2 separate regions of the Oryzias latipes genome follow, and region 2 is linked to region 1. A link is a contact called in public Hi-C data. All regions are on one chromosome and are shown on one strand. The core of a region is the stretch at or near the end of the contact, and the rest is flanking DNA. Distances in the headings are between cores, read along the strand shown. Region 1 holds the start of ndnf (protein NDNF). Region 2 has its middle 16 kb from the start of LOC110015034.

What was found. Hi-C and Micro-C count contacts between places; a contact is called where the count stands out from the background.
Region 2: a contact with region 1 is called in a Hi-C map of gastrula embryo, with 1.5 times the contacts expected there. The contact joins the enhancer-like site here to the promoter of ndnf in region 1.

The regions. Positions count from the first base shown.
Region 1 is chr4:28,411,793-28,415,586 of ASM223467v1, reverse strand. It overlaps ndnf (protein NDNF), which reads right to left and starts at 1,863. Exons shown (of 4, transcript XM_004068325.4): 1 at 1,351-1,863.
Region 2 is chr4:28,546,529-28,550,322 of ASM223467v1, reverse strand. No RefSeq gene overlaps it. Among protein-coding and RNA genes, the nearest start is that of LOC110015034, 16 kb to the right of the region's middle. Within about 2 kb of position 2,047, at least 1 of the 8 cell types and tissues checked has an H3K27ac peak or open chromatin away from gene starts, as enhancers often do. A contact at or near this core is called in gastrula embryo, where this site is marked.

The DNA.
Region 1 (3,794 bases), core at 614-3,113:
GTCTCGGGGTCGCGCTCTGCCTAAAAAAGCCATTCAGATGGAATGGAGTTGGGTGGGTGGAGGGGTGCTCTGACGGATGTGCGCGCATTGTGAGGTGGGTGGGTAGAGGTGGGGGGTGATTATAGATTACAAGAGAAAATACCACCCCATGGGAAAGCCATCCACCCACTGCCCATTATCTAGGGGCGCACGCGCGCGGTTCCCGCCTGCGTCGTGGGAAATGAGAGCATCATGGTCCGGGATGTTGTTCTCCAGAGAGGAAAAGCAGAGAGCCCATGCTCGGCCTCCTCCTCCGAGGGGGGCATAATCAGAACTGGATAAAGTGAGCTGTTGGGGAGGGGGGGGGGGTCACAGGAGCGCGCGGTTATGATGAATAATTGAACCTTGCGGCAGTAATCTCCCACCTCTGACTTTAGAACAAAAAAGACGCAGGCTGCGCGTATCGGACTGCCTGCCACCTCTCCGGACGCAAGCCTCTGCAGCAACACAGGGAATTCTTTCAGCCTGAGAGTTTTCATATGCAAATGACGGTTTAGTTACGCTATGCAACGCAGACCTTTTTCTCTTAAGACTTTTTTTTTCCTGTTGTTGTTGTTGTTGTTCATGATTCATTCTCCTGAGAAAACAGAGGGGAGACTGTGCGCTTATAGCTGCTAAATTCTAATTATTGAGAGGCCCTCAGAATATAAGAAATGGTAAGAAAAAAAGCATCAGATTTAAAAAAAAAACAATCGTAAAATATATTTGAGCTTTTATTTAAAAGTAGATCCGCGTGACGCGCTTCACGCCGGTCAGACCCGGTTTACGCAGGTGCGTAAAAGCATTAAAAATAGACAAGGTGGCTGTCAATAAAAAGAGCCGAGACTGGGCAAAACTTTGACTTTGCAGATAAAGTTTAAACCTCCCGGGAAAACAGCAAAACGCGAGGGCAGATGAGATGAATCGCTCTTCGCTGGGTGCGTGTCGCGCTCCTGGGTGCGTGGGAATAGTCCGTCGGTCGGGAGGCAGAGAAACAGAGCTTTTCTAAAGTTGATCGTGTCATCGGCTCAGCAAGAACTGGAGACGGCATGCAAGTTTAGGTTTGATCAAAATATTTAAAAGTTTTTAACTTCCCGAAGTTGTAAACGGCCAAAACGTATCTCCGTTTCTCAAAGCCAACTTTTTAAAATGCAAGAAAGTTCTCTGTCATTTGATCGGAAAATAGTTTTCTTTGAATAACCATTTAATACAATTAAATGTTTTATGAAGTTGCAAGTTAAAAAAAAAGAATTCTCCCCCAAATTAGACGCGTTTCTCTGTGCAGCGCACACATGCAATCCTCTCAGCCAGGCAGAAGATAGACATTCTTACCTCCCGGAATATGGAAGTTCTCTGGCGGATGGTGGCTCTTGATCTCAAAAGTCTTCTTCAAATGACCGTAAAACTCGATCAGTTTGTCTACACAGACATGAAAACTCCCGGCTGTCCTATCCGCTGTGCGCAGTACAGTTCCTCCGGTTCACGCGTGTTGCTGGAGCCGATCAATCGGATAAAAGCGACTGCTCTGATGTTTGCAGTTTTCTTGCGGATTTAACAAGTCTCTAGTGGGCAGGAGAGTGTGTGTGAGAGAGTGCGTGGAGTGTATGAGCTGGTATCCCGAGTGCAAAGAGTGCGTCCCTCCCCTGCCGCTCCGCTGGCAATGAAACCTCCACTGGATTGGAGGCAAACTGGTGCGAACTTCTTCTTCTTCTTGTACTCCAAACCCTCAAGTCACAAAACCAGCCCACAGCTCGAAGAGCAGACAGACCCCAAGGGACCCCACGGACAGTGGAGAAGAGAGCATTAAAACATACACGACTATAGGGCATGGAAACATTGGATGAATGTGAGCCGGCGCGCGGGAGACAAATGAAGACTCGTGCTCTTTACAGAGCGGGATTCCCCCGCAAACTTTTTATATCGTCAATGTTTACCCTGATACTCCTTGAAAATTATTAGTTGGAGCTGCAGTACCCTGCCAGAGTCACGCAAGCCCTGGGGCTAAGGCGCGCAGGCAAGTTATATCAGGGGCCCCGGTGTTTGGGTGTGCGCGCAAAAGACTCTGAACTGGAGCAAACTTTCTTTTTTGATCAGCTGTGGGAATTCCCTGGGATGAATTGCTGGCTGCTCCTGCACTGAAACACAGCGATGCAAATGGGCTATTTATCCGAGATAAGAGTGGTTGACTGTCTAGGAACTGAAGTGCCACAAAGTGCATGTTCCCGAGTTTGGGGAGCAGGTCTGGAGGATGCTGCTGTTTCCTGAAAGAAAAGACTGTGGTTGCATCCGCAGGTTTTCACGCGTGAGCAGCAGCTGGCTGCATTCAGGTCCACGCAGGAGCACAGGGAACGAAAACAGCGTCTTCACACAGTAACAACAAGCAGCGAAGATTATTTTAATAGTAAAGAAACAATCAATAAAATTAAGAAAACAAAATGTTTTCATAGTTTTGATTTTTTTCAAGCAACACCACAAATGCATTGATTATTCATCACAAAATAAGGGATGTTTCAAAGGTTTAATACAACAGCGCCCCCTCGCGTTATCTCAATGAAAACGTTGTGGATTCTTGTTCCTTTGAAATGTGAACTATTTGTTTACATCCTCCTTTTCATAAGTATGTTGATTTTAAGGGATGGTTTACATCCTTCTGTCAACAATAACTATATGAAATAAACTGAAAGTGACAGAAACATGTAGATGATCTACAATGAACCCCTGCATAAACAGAGCATTTCTTGCTGTTTCACAGTGAGTCCAGTTTTCCAGGCACACTCTTTCACACCTTCACAGCTGTGAACTCTACACCACATCCAGCCTGTTTTCATTGGAGCTGATTTTCAGGAGTTGCCTTATGTGCTGATTAAACAGGAACTGTGTTTGTTCTCTTTCTCCTCTGAGAGATTTTTTTAGGAGCCACAAACACAACAAACACCCAAACAGCAGTTCATCAAATGCATGCCACCTCATCCAGTCCTGTGTGGAGGAAGACTCAGCTGTGTTTTTCATTTGGGAAGAAACCAATGAACAGTTGGATGAAAATGGTGCCTTTGAACAGAACGAAACTGTCAATAAAACAGTTGATTTTTTAGTTATGTTAAATTTATGAATCATGTTGAACACTATGGAACACCTTTTTGTTCCATGTACTAAAATCCCCTAAAGTTAACAATACTAAACAATGTAATTGTAGAATTCTTGCCGAATTTTATTGCGTAATGTTTCAGATGAACGGAAAGCTTGTTTTTTAAATAAACTGTTAGCTAAATTTTACTAACCATTTTTAAATATTACCCAAATTGTTATTGTTATTTAAATGTAAAGTAACCCTCTTATTTTTTACTGAAAGTGAATTCATTTAATATTTTCAACATAAATACTTTACATAAATAATGCCACAGCTCTTTTTCATTTCTTTGAGTGCAGACACTATTCAGATGTTTTTGATTTCAGTAAATATGAACTCCTACTGCACCAAATTCAACAAATGACCGCTCTCAGTTTTTTAGAATCTATCAAATCTTGTGGAACTCTGTTGTGGGTAACAATGTGGAACTGTGACTTTGAAAGTTTTTATTTCCATAAAATATACTGTTATCTTCAGGGAAGTTTGTTCACTAACACTTATTATGCACTTTAATGGTTAGTGACTTGAAAATTATGCAATAAATTGGAATGTGCTGTTTGGTCTTTTTTCAAACAGCATTTTTTTCGTCTGCTCCTGATTCACAACGACTTGAAAGTAGAAATACACAGAAATTAAACTGTAAGTGTAA
Region 2 (3,794 bases), core at 798-3,297, 130 kb before region 1:
ACACCTGGAGCAACATCCTCCAGCAAAAAACGGACATCAAGGGGCGGAGTCACGTGTCAATGTCGGACAGGTGACTCCGCCTCAGTCACAACCATCTGTTTTAAAGACGTCACACACTACCACTTGATGAGGACTCTGATGAAGACGGAAGTGTTTCCGCCGAAACATGTAAGGTATGTTGACAAACACAAACCGTGTCTGATAAAAATAATTTAAGAACGCATAGACTGGGATCCATCTGAACAGGTGGTACAGTCCACCTTCAAATGAACTTAGTATGGTTTGCTTATTGTTTAAGACGTATTGGTATTGAATCCCAATGCCAAACAGCATTAGCCTTGTTGGGTCTAACATGCTACCGTAGCCAGGTGCTGAGCTCTTGATAGCTTTGGAAGATATGCTAAAACACATAAGCTGAGGACACACCCAGAAAAATTTGCCTCCTTGATAATTAGGCAGACACATTCCACAGGTCCTAACAAAACCCCAAAAAGCTATGGAATTTCCCTGCTAAATAAAAAAATGAAAAGACGATTAGGAGCTACTGAAAAGTGTCGTGAAAGTGTGAAAAAACATGGTCAAACTCAAGTAATGGTGCGAGATGTACAAAGGGAGATTGGAAGTTCAGGAAGTTCTGGTACAGAGACAAATGCCTAATGTTTGACATGAGTTAATCAAAACAAGCCCGCTATTAACCCTGTGGACACAGAGGAAACTAACTGTCCAGCAAATACTTGTCACGTTACTATGGTGAGACCAGATAGACAATTCAAAAATGAAGGGTAAAAGATTATCTTTTTTCAAGAAATAAAGATAATCATGCACTATAGAGGCGTAGATCTTCTTGCGTTTCAACATACCTGCAATGTTTTAATTGGCTGGATCCACCTGAATGCTATGTGTAAAACGTCACCTGCACTACACCAGGCATTTCTCTCTGAGTCACACTGGTTGAAGTTTTGGCTAAAGATGTCCCGGATCCATTTTCGGTCAGTGAATCGGATCGTTCAAAATGAATCAAATCAGCAAAGATATGAATCATTATTAAATTGCCGATAAATGCAGTTGCGAATAAATGTTGACTGTAAATAAAAATGTAGACTGGACATTGTGGAAAGAACATTTGCATTGATTATTGCACTAAAGAACTTGATAAATGCAGGAAAAGCACCTCCTTCTTTCTCGTTTTCTTCTTCTTCTCCATTAATGTTAACTTTTACATCTTCATTCTATTTAGCTTTCTTCCTCTTGAACAATCTTCCCTGCATTGTTCTTTTTTCAGTGACCTTTTCTAATATAAATTATTTTCTTAGCTGTATGTTTTATTTTTACCATTGCATTAGGTTTTATCTTGAACTATAATTCAGAACAGTGTTCACTAAACTGGAGGAATCATTTATCGTTGTATTTGTCCCGTTGCAAACTAAACAACCTCCAGCTTGCACATAAATGTGCCTCCTTGAATGAATTGAGTGTTTCTGCAGGACAAGTCAAACATACCCTGCAAGTTGCACATGCGCAATGTGTTTGTTTAGGCAATTGAGAGAATTTACAGATAACATGAGAGGATAGAGGGGCGTAAATCACATTTTGCAGCTATGATAAGATGCTAAAAACCATTGAGACACTAAAATAATGAGATAAAGTGCAGCAGTTCACAGTTTTAGCGAAAGTTTAGGGAAAGGCACGCTGCTTTTGAATAAATGTTGTAGCAGCAAAGAGCCGCCACACAGCTGATCTTTCAGCCAGTATGGCGTACCTCCGCCAGACCTTATGCCGGTACGCAGTACTAGACTGTACCAGCTTACGTTCAGCCCTGGATGTATGTAAAAAACTGAAAAGTAGCAGGTGACGGTTCTCATTTATCCAGGTGATGTTGTCTTGAAGTTAAGTCATGGCAGCTGGACTTAAAATCTTCTCTTGAAATACTTCATCACTCGCCCAAGTGGCTACATCACTCTGAGTGATGGTGGGTTCAAGGCCCATATATCCTCCAGGTGCGTACCCACATTCATGCATATGAATGTCTCATTAATGGAGACAAAGAAGAGAATCCACTGTAAATAGCCTCTTCTCTGTAACAGTAATCACCACTGGCCCCGTCACAAGACTGTAGGGTGTGGTTGTGCTGGAGTTTTGGTCTTCTTTAGAACTAATGAAAGGGCAGCATGGTAAACCGGAGACAAACTGTGTCTGCGGCCTTCCCCTCTGTTGAGAGAAGGTTATTAATATGTATTGCTTCTCTGACCCTAGTAGAATGTTGTGTGTTTCTCCTTTTGTAGTCGACAGAGACATAACAGCTGACGTTTGACTTGTCACTTCCACCATCTTTTCCCAGAGCAGTTTCACAAAATTGGAAGCTAATTTCAATTCTGTGAAACTGCTCTGTTCACTGAAAATGGCAATAAACACTCTTTGAATCCTTGAATCCTGATGCCTCTTTAAATGAACATGTAAACCAAAACTGGAAGTCCAGTATCACTTCATGAGGAGCAGCAGCAGCTCAGACATTTTTTTACACATTAGAATCACTAAACCTTGGTGTTATCTGGTTTCCCTACTGATCCCTCAGTGTGCGGGTAACAGACGATTATCACCTTTCTAATTCTGCTTTATTACACAGAAATATATTCCCTATCTCTCTGTGGAGAGCCAGGACTGATAATTGCACAGAAATGGGCCATCACAGGGGCAATATTCATCTAGCTTCAGCAGATCCTGTCAGCAGAACATGCAGGAACACAGAAACACCAAACCAAGACCTGAGCTCAGCATTACACTTTCACATCACACACAAACAACACCCTGACAGTGCAGAACAAAAACAAAACATTTCTTGTTTAAAGGTTGTCCTATTCTCACTTAAGGAATCTGTATGACAACTTGTTCAGTTCTGTTTATAATGAAGTCCTGATTCCCAAACCGAGGTTGTTCTGGCATGTCGCGCAAAAAGAAAACATTGGTTCTCATTTTTAAAAACAACTGGCTCAACACAACAATTTGATTGATGGCAAAAAGAGTGCAAGCATAAATAGATTAGATTAGGTTAGATTTAACCTTATTGTCACTGCACATGTGAGTACAAAGCACTAAATACAGTTTGCATCCAACCAAAAGAGCAAATAATTAGTTTATAACAATTGAATACCTTGAAAGTACTGTGTTAACCCAGGAGATGGGCGAAATCTCTAGGATTACAGATGTTTTAAGGCTGCAAAACTCCTCACTACACACTTCATACACTTTTCTCAGATAGACATAAACATTTATGTACTTCTCTTTTGTTCAAACCTTCCTAGAAAACACAAGTCTAGTACTATAGAATGAAACCAAAGATTCGCTTACAATCAAGGATTTTTATATATATAACAGCGAAAGGAGAACTGCATTATAGCGAGCAAACACTGTATGACAATCTGTAAACAATACGCCTAAGCAAGACACTACGACTATTCATTGGAAGGTAAATAGGATCAGTGCAAATGGGCACCTTAATATAGTTGTGCAATAAAGAAGATAAGACGGTGTTATTTACTAAGACATAAAATATATACAGTATATATGTAAACAGTATACAGAGAATGCATTCTGGACAATGAGCACAATGATTAAGATACATCTAACAGCAGGATTGCATACCATGATGAATTCGTTCAACAACGTTGTGTTTGTGATCATGTGGAGACAGAGTTCAGCAAATAAACGGCTGTGATAAAAAAAAAAAAGCTGTTTTCCAACCTGCTTGTCTCGGTCTGGAGGCTCCTGTACCTAGACGTCAGGAGGGCTATTGCGTC